Linked DNA regions of Sus scrofa: region 1 is linked to region 2. The links are chromatin contacts, called in public Hi-C maps. All regions are on one chromosome and are shown on one strand. Each heading gives the region's core, a stretch centred on a gene start, on an enhancer-like site or on the middle of the called end of the contact. The rest is flanking DNA. Distances are from core to core; before and after follow the strand shown.

Evidence for each region. Hi-C and Micro-C count contacts between places; a contact is called where the count stands out from the background.
Region 1: a Hi-C map of heart right ventricle shows a contact between it and region 2, with 2.4 times the contacts expected there. The contact joins the promoter of STARD3NL here to the promoter of PNPLA8 in region 2. A contact is called at or near these places in 1 of 47 Hi-C or Micro-C datasets (heart right ventricle) and 1 of 2 datasets of contacts at active chromatin or transcription factors (alveolar macrophages).

What each region holds. Positions count from the first base shown.
Region 1 is chr9:108,629,161-108,633,522 of Sscrofa11.1, forward strand. STARD3NL (STARD3 N-terminal like) reads left to right here and starts at 2,227. Exons shown (of 9, transcript NM_001201385.2): 1 at 2,227-2,295. It overlaps LOC102157670 (a long non-coding RNA gene), which reads right to left and starts at 1,955. Exons shown (of 5, transcript XR_002335915.1): 1 at 1,727-1,955.
Region 2 is chr9:108,319,289-108,323,282 of Sscrofa11.1, forward strand. It overlaps PNPLA8 (calcium-independent phospholipase A2-gamma), which reads right to left and starts at 1,286. Exons shown (of 10, transcript XM_021063575.1): 1 at 840-1,286.

The DNA of each region.
Region 1 (4,362 bases), core at 977-3,476, 310 kb after region 2:
AAAAAAAAAAAAAAAGCAAGAGGGGGTCACAAGAAATCTGTTGGTGGTAATGTATATATTTGTTATCTTGTTTGCAATGATGGCATCACAGATCTATGCATACATCCAAACTCATTAAAGTGTACACATTAAATATTTGCAACTTTTGTATATTGTTTGTCTCAATAAAGTTGAAAACAAAAAAGACGATGACCACAAAACTGAGAATATTAAGTATTGGCAAAGATGTGAATTGTAAATTGACAAAGCCAAAAAACTGTTTGTCAGTGTCTACTAATACTGAATATAGGTATATCCTCTGGCACAGAAATACTATTCTTAGATATATATATCAAAATCAAATGTGTAACTATGCACATCAACAAACAGGTTACAAGAATATTCATAGCGGCATCATTTGTAGTCATCCCTAATTTTAAACAACCCAATGTCAAACAATATTAGAATAAAGAAAATTTGAGATTATATACAAACATGAAAATGAATAAATTTTATTCACTGTTCTTTAATATGGATCAACCTTACGAACATATTACTTAGTGAAAAGAGGCACACAGGAGTATACACTATGTATGGCCATTTATAACCATTCAAAAGCAGGAAAACTAATTTTGGTGATAAAATTCAGAATAGTGGCTATTTCTATGTAGGTTGCAACTACTAAGAAGGAACACAATACTGCTGGTAAATATCTAAAAATCTTGATCTAGGAGGTGGTAACACAAGTGTATTGACTTTGTTACCAAGATACACATTCAGAATTATCACACTTTTTTGCACACGTTATCTCAACAATTTGTCACACACATCAATTTAGAAAATTTTAAAAATTGTATTTCGTTGCTTTTGGCGACAGGGCAGGGAAAGGGGTGCTCATATATTTAGGGTAAGAATGTTAGTTGTAACAGCTACTTATTAGGAACAAATGGTAGGAATCTACGCTGAGATTTAAAATGTGCATATTCTATCCAGAACATTTTCATGTTAGTATCTCTACCCTAGAGAACACTTGGATACAGGTACAAAAAGACACAAACATATGTTGAAGGTAGCAAAGAAGAAGCAAACTACATGTCTGAGAGAAATGGAATCATAGATTAAATCTACTGGTTCTGAGGACTACCAAGCAAATTTAAAAAGAATATGGTAAATTTATACATAGAAATGGAAAGATCTCCAGGATATAATGTCAAATGGGAAAAAAAGTAACATCTACAGATTTATAAATGCGCAGGAACGAGGAGTCATCATATAGGGACCGGTTTGTAGTTACTGCCATTAGCGTAATTTGTGATGTTTAAATTTACAGTGAGGTGTAATTTAGAATTAATAATAGCACTTATAATGTCTTTGGAAGAATGTCCAAGGTCAGCAACACCGACTGAGGCACTGACTCTAATAGGCAAACTGAATGCCTGAGCAACCGGAAGCGGAAGGAAAATGTTCATGATGTAACGTATTCTTTCACATATTTGAACAAGGTAACTGTAGCATCTAATGGGGGGAAAAGTTTACTTAAAATATAAACATAAATTTGAATTAATAATTAAAGGATGCCAATTTTGTGGGAAAACATATACATACTGTGGGGAAAATATGGTTAACTGTGACAATTAAGATAGTGGTGTTAATGCAATAAGAGCACAGAAAAAGTATCCTAAGTGTCGAGGCCTGAAGAGAAATCAAATCTGAGGTGACACCTGAACAGAGAAATCCAATGTCCTACTTTTCATTCCTGAAGAGCTGAGGTGGCCAGGGCCCTGAAATCCAGTCCCATGATTATTTTCCCAGTGCTGTAGCCTAAATCCCCATCAAGAGAATGAAGGAAGGCGGAAGCGGAATCTACGAGGAGGGTTAGGCGCACTCGAGCAAATCGAACTAGCTCTGCGCCCTCAAAGCCAGATTTTTAGATTCCCACTCTTTACTCAGGGCAGGCCAGCCCGCTCCCTCCCGCCTTCCCGCGACCCTTACTGGGTAGTAGATGATTGACAGAGTCATTCACCAATCGCTGACTCTGATACAGGGGCCCAAGCCCCAGCCGGATCTTTGGTCCCTCGGGCAAGATGCGGCCTCTGTGCGTCGACGTCAGCGTGATGACGTCACGGGACGGGTACTCGAGAAGGTCTGGGGGCACCTTTCCGCGGGCGGTGGGTTGTGTGTGGTCCGCAGGGCTAGATTCCCGGTCCCGCCCCGCCCAGCTCCGCCCCTCCGCCCGCAAGGACTCCTGCGGGCACAGTCCGGGAGCCGCTGTCGCCCGGCCAGCCTGAGGCGGCCGGCCGGGAACAACCCGATGAGGTAGGCTGGGTTTCTCGTCTCCCTATTTGACAGATTGGAAAACTGAGTCATCTGGGATCAGATGATTTGCCGGGGGCTTACTGAAGACCCGCTATCGCAGGTCCTAGCCAAGCGTTCGGTTCTGTGTGTTGAGCGTCCCCGTACTCAGGAGGCGGAGGAGGGGCTAGGCAGGCTCTGTTTATAAAGGATACAAAAGTGAAGTTTCAGATTTCAGAGGCCCTTGTCATCCAGGTTTGGGCTGGGTTTCGGGGAGTGGATGCAGGTAGTGAGGTCTTCATTCCTTCACCCTGCGGAACCCAAGGAGTCTTTGGTGGGATCCAGGCCACTGCTGGCCCCGTGGGCCCTCCAGAGTGACAAGAGTGCAGAATAGTGCGTTGATACAGAGGAGGTTTGTTACTGACCTCTTTTATTCATTAAGAAAAGCTGTTTTCAAAACAAAATTTAAAAATTAAAGCACAAGTCACGAATGTTCTGGTTCTGGTTTCAGTTCATTGCTTTGCTCACTCATGGGTATCTGGCCATATTTTGAAATCTCAGGAGCATGCTTATTTTTGGTTTAGGTTTAGAAAGGGATTTTTTTTCTCTCTCTTTAGTTCAAACATGACTTAACATTATGCAACGTTTCTTATCATTCTCAGGGATAATGGGATTATCATTCTCTTAATGTGCCATTTGTTCACCATGTCATTTGTCTTCTGTTTCACAGATGGAATCACTGAATTCATCACTTGACTTAGTTTGAATAAGTTTAGCAAGGTAATAAAGTAACAGGTCACACCTGTGATAAATACTGGAGTTAGTTCAATTTGTTCATCTCAGAGTTCTTTGTTCAGAAGGGTTCTGAAAACTAATTTATATATATTTTTTATATATATATATGAATTATCTATATATAGCCCGTCTACCCATACACTCACAAAACAAAACAACTTATGGTTCTGTTGACTTTATTTATGGACTCTAATAAAGTGGGGCAGGATTCATGCTCAAAGTGAAAACGCATATTGTGCAGTATATGCATCCATATATAATATTTTGTATTGTCATGAAGAATTCATTCTCTTTGAATCTTGCTGTCTCAGACATTGACCTTTTAAGACTGCATTATTGCATAAGATTGCATTATTGCATAAAATTGCATTAAAGAAATGAAATTAAACTGCTTCAGGGGACTTTGCCTTATGTTCACAGCAGGATGGTTATTATCATCTGAATTTATTCTTTGGAACAGTTTATCTGATGAGCGCTTCATCTATGCCATGCTTTGTTTTAGATGTGGGGGATTTAATACTGAAAAATGTAAAGATCCCGGCCTCAAAGACCTTCCATTTTGGTGGAGATACTGTAAATATGTAACAGAAATGACAGTGTTAGATAATAATAAATGCTAGGAAAAAATATTACAGAGTAAGGGGCTGAAATGTGTGTGGGGGAAAATTTATATATGGGTAGTCAGGGAAGACTTCCTTGAGGAAGTTTGAATGAGACCTGAATATTAGAATGAGTCAGCCACTGGGAAGAGCTGCTGGAAGTTTCCAAGCACAAGTAGCAGAGCAAAGGAGCTAAAGAAAAAAGGTGTTTGGCATGTTCCAGTGCTAGAAGAAAAGCTGTGTGAGTGGAATGAACTGAGGGGAGAGTCAGGTGGGAGGACAGCAGGAGGTGATGACCCTTGAGAGGTGGGCAGGAGTGAGATCTTCTCAACCCCACATAAGAATTGCCGACAGGCAAGGGGAGATAGGATTTATATATTGTCAAAGCTCTCTTCATTTTTTTTTTTTTTCGGTGACATTCATAGATGCTGACCTGTTCTCTGCTTCATACTTGTTATGAGATCATTGTAGAAAACCACTGTATTTTTTTTTTCACCAGTGGACCTCTTTCCTTAATGGAAAAATGTCTTCCCTCAAGAAGACTTGCTGTTTCTTTCTTGTTTATTGTTACCACCTGCAGGACTCCTAGCTTCTGCTTGTCTTCAGCTCCCTGCTTTTATCCTTCCTACTCCCTATCGCAGGTCCCCTCCAGCACTAATGTGTAGACAGTCAGTCCCTGCTCTTTTCCAAGCCAAGC
Region 2 (3,994 bases), core at 36-2,535:
TTACTATTTCACTGTCTTAGCATTTTCCCAGTACACTAAAACATACTTTTTGTCGTGGAAATCTCAGTAACTGGGACTGTAGATCAGGATGTATCTGTGACTAGTAGTAAAAACACCGCTTTAAATAGGATTATAGAATAGTTCCTCATACCACGACTCTTCTAAGTCCTTCCTAGGTGTCAACACTTTTTAAAGTTATTACTGCATTAGGCGTAGAAACCAGGTTCCTCCCAGCATGACGACAGACATGACAATGACGGGAAGAACGGCAACACAATGATTCACAAACTTCACCTTTTTAAAACACACACTTGAAGCTGCTTAAGCCACAGCAGTCGCGGATAGAGTTCCGTTTCAAAGAAAGTGCCGATAAATAAAAACATGGAGCAGCCGATTCATCCGGTGCACTGACAGTCCAAAATGATGCAGAATAGGGAAACCGTTTTGACAGTCACCGGGGAACTGCTGGAGAACCCTACCGTCCACGGGAAGCCAAAAGGACTCGGAGAAACTAGGCAGGGAGTCGTGGGGGTGGGACAGGAAGCGCGGGGCGGGACCAGAAAAACCAAAACAGTCTGCGCCTCTGGACCAGCAAAGCAGCACAGGGGCACAGCAGGTGGAGAGCATCTCGCACCACCCAGTCCTGGGAGCTGGGGGCCCCTCCGCCTTAGGGAGCCTGGGTTCTGGGACCTCCTCAGAGCCGGGCGTCTCCCCGCGCTCTTGCTCTGGATGCGCCCTCGGAAAAGAGATAAGACCTGGAGGGCCAGACGAGTGGCCAGGGCGCCCGGGCTGCCATCTCCCTTAGCCTATCATCCCGCCGGCCCGCAGGGACCACTTACCCGGACGCAGGCCGCAATTACTTCGGCGGCAGTGGTGTCGCGCCTCTTCCCGGCACCGGCGTCCTCTCCGCCGGCCCGCATCAGTTGAGCCAACACAAACAGGGAGCAGCAGCCGGGTCACCCCCCCGCCCAGCTCCGTCCCGCCCCAGCGGAAGTGACGCACGGGCAGCCCGTGCCTACTCGCCAGCCGGGGAGGAGCTCCTCTGCTTACTGGGGCCTCTGGCAGCCTGTCAGTTGTCGCTCCGCCCCCTCCCCAGACATGCGCAATAGAGCACTGCTGAGCGCTGGGCGGGAGGCGTGCTTGCGTGCACGCGTCTGCTCGCATCTGGGAGAGGTGCCGCTTGGCGGCAGGCGAGGGTAGTGTGCGTTGCTTCGCGTGCTTCTTTGCAGGCTTCCATCCTCAGTCCTCAGAGCCTCCATCTCCGTGTCTCTGAAAGCGCCCTCAGCGCTCTGTCCTTTCCTAAGGGTTTCCGTCGTCACCAGCCATCTGGAAGGTGATGAGTGACAGGGGCAGGGTCCTTATCGCTCTGGGCTCTCACGATATCTAGGCTTGGCTACTGGTCGCTGGAAAGCGCTTTCACATACATTATCCTATTGGAAATTAGCCTGTGAAGCTTGCTGGGTTTTTTTCTCCCCCAAAAAGGTCCCACGCCTAACTTATTTTGTGAGTCCTGATGTTTTATGTATACCAAGTCTGTAAACTACCTAAGTTCAGTGGGCAAATCCTACCAAATGTCCGTTTTTGTAGTCTGTAAGCTAGGAATGGTTTTTACATTTTTCAGTGGTTAGAAAATAAAAATAAAAGACTGTTTTGGGATACATGACAATGACACGAAATTCAGATTTCGCTGTCCTTTAAAAAAAGGGTTTTTTTTGTTTTTGTTTTTTTTTTTTTTAGAGCATAGCCATGGCTACTTCTTTATATGTCAAGAAGCTTTCATGCTACAGCAGAAATTTTGGGTAGTTACGATAGTTTCCTTTAAGTTGAGATTAGAAAACCTAGAAAAGCAGTCTTTACTAGACCGTAACCTCAAAATGTTACCAAAGCAAATTCTTTTTTCTAGGCCTGCCATGTCCGAGTGTTAATGCTTTAGCCCCTTGTAAGATTATTGTTAAGTGTTTAAGGAAGAAATTGTGTGATTTATACTTTTTTTTTTTTTGTCTTTTGTCTTTTTGTCTTTTGTTGTTTGTTGTTGTTGTTGCTATTTCTTGGGCCGCTCCCGCGGCATATGGAGGTTCCCAGGCTAGGGGTCGAATCGGAGCTGTAGCCACCGGCCTACGCCAGAGGCACAGCAACGCAGGATCCGAGCCGCGTCTGCAACCTACACCACAGCTCATGGCAACGCCGGATCGTTAACCCACTGAGCAAGGGCAGGGACCGAACCCGCAACCTCATGGTTCCTAGTCGGATTCGTTAACCACTGCGCCACAACGGGAACTCCACTTTTTTTTTTTTTAAATTAAGGCAAGGGCGCCAGCTTGTTAGGATCTTGGGGCACAAATGGCTGGATTGTGTACATCATAATCCCTGATATGCCCCTGCAGTGAATGATCTAGACATGTTGTGTAGCCATACAATAGTTAAAAGGTGTAGGCACAAATTAAACTTTGGAGGTATATGGAAGTAACTAATTCTAGACAGATGTTTCTCCTCATTGTTAAAGAAAAAAAATTCTACTTGTTAACAATAGGGAAGACTTCACTCAAGACTATTCCAAAAGTGTCAAGACTTTCATAACTGGGGAGAGATTGGGCTCAACTACCAATACAACAGAGACATCTGGAGATGTAGAGCCAAGAAGCAGAGTGAGAGGGGCCGGTGAATGGAAAATTACTAAGAGGGGACACAAAGGGTAGGGGTGATTCTTGGCATGACCACTTAACAGGATTCTTGGCAAAGACTCACCAGTGTGATCAGATATCAAGGATAAGGGATGAAGAATCTGATCAGATTTCAAGGGTGACAGGTGAAGAATTTGACCTGATATTGAAAGTAATCAGATATCATTAGTGAGAGAATTCTCTCTAACTCAGCAGAATTCTTGCTAAAATTGAACTTTGCAGGTCAAAGCCAGGGCCTGGGCAGGAAGTCTTGATAAAAGAGGGCTCAGAGAAACCAAAAGTTTGGTCAACAAGTCTTTGTCACCATGCAACTATCCACCCACCCCACCCCTACCCCTTGTTTCTTTTTTTCCTTTATTTCCTAATTTAGTCAGACTTTGTCAAATATCTAGATTTTTCTCCCTTGTCCGAAGTTTTCCAAAAACTCTCAAGTCCTCCTTTTCCTTTGCCCTTCCCTTTGGTCCCCTGACACCATACTTTTAACCATCCTGATGTCGGATGATTCTTGCTGCAAAGTCTTTCCATTTCTTCACATCCCTGTTTCCACTGCTTTAGTTTAGGTTCTCATCCTTGAAACTCAATCTAAACTGGTTTTTCAGTCTGTAACAACCTCTGACCCAGAGTTATTCACTTCTGTGTTGCCAAGGTAAACTTTCTAAAGTCTAAGTCCAATCACATGATTCCCCGATTAAAAACTTTATGCTGGCACTTCATCTCCATAGAGTAGAATGCATGGTGTGGAAGGCTTCAATCCTGCCAAGCTTCCAGCCTTAATTTCCAGCCACTTGCCTCTTGCTCTTTACCCTAAATACCTTTTGCCTTTTCCTACTTCAGTGCTTTTGCTTATGCCTCCTTCAAAACCAGAGAAGCCTGCAAAACTAAACACATGCTTACCATACAATCCAGCAGTTTTGCTTCTTGGTATTTACTCGAAAGAATTGGAAACATGTATGTACACAAAAACCTGCACACAGGTGTTTATAGCAGCTTTACTCATTGATGCCAAAAGCTAAGAAACAACCAAGAAGTCCTCCAGTAGGTGAATAGATGAGCAAATTGTGGGACATCCAGATAATGGAATATTACTCAAAGCTAAAACAAACTTCAAGCCATGAAAAGATGTGGAGTAAACTTAAATGCCTATAGCTAAATGGAAGAAGCCAATCTGAAAAGGCTGCATACTGTACGATTCCAACTATATGAAACTCTGCAAAAAGCAAAACTATGGAGACAGTGAAAAGATCAGTGGTTCCTAGGGGTTGGGCTTGGGGTGAGGTGAATACGCAGAGCCCAGAGGATGTTCGGGAGAGTGA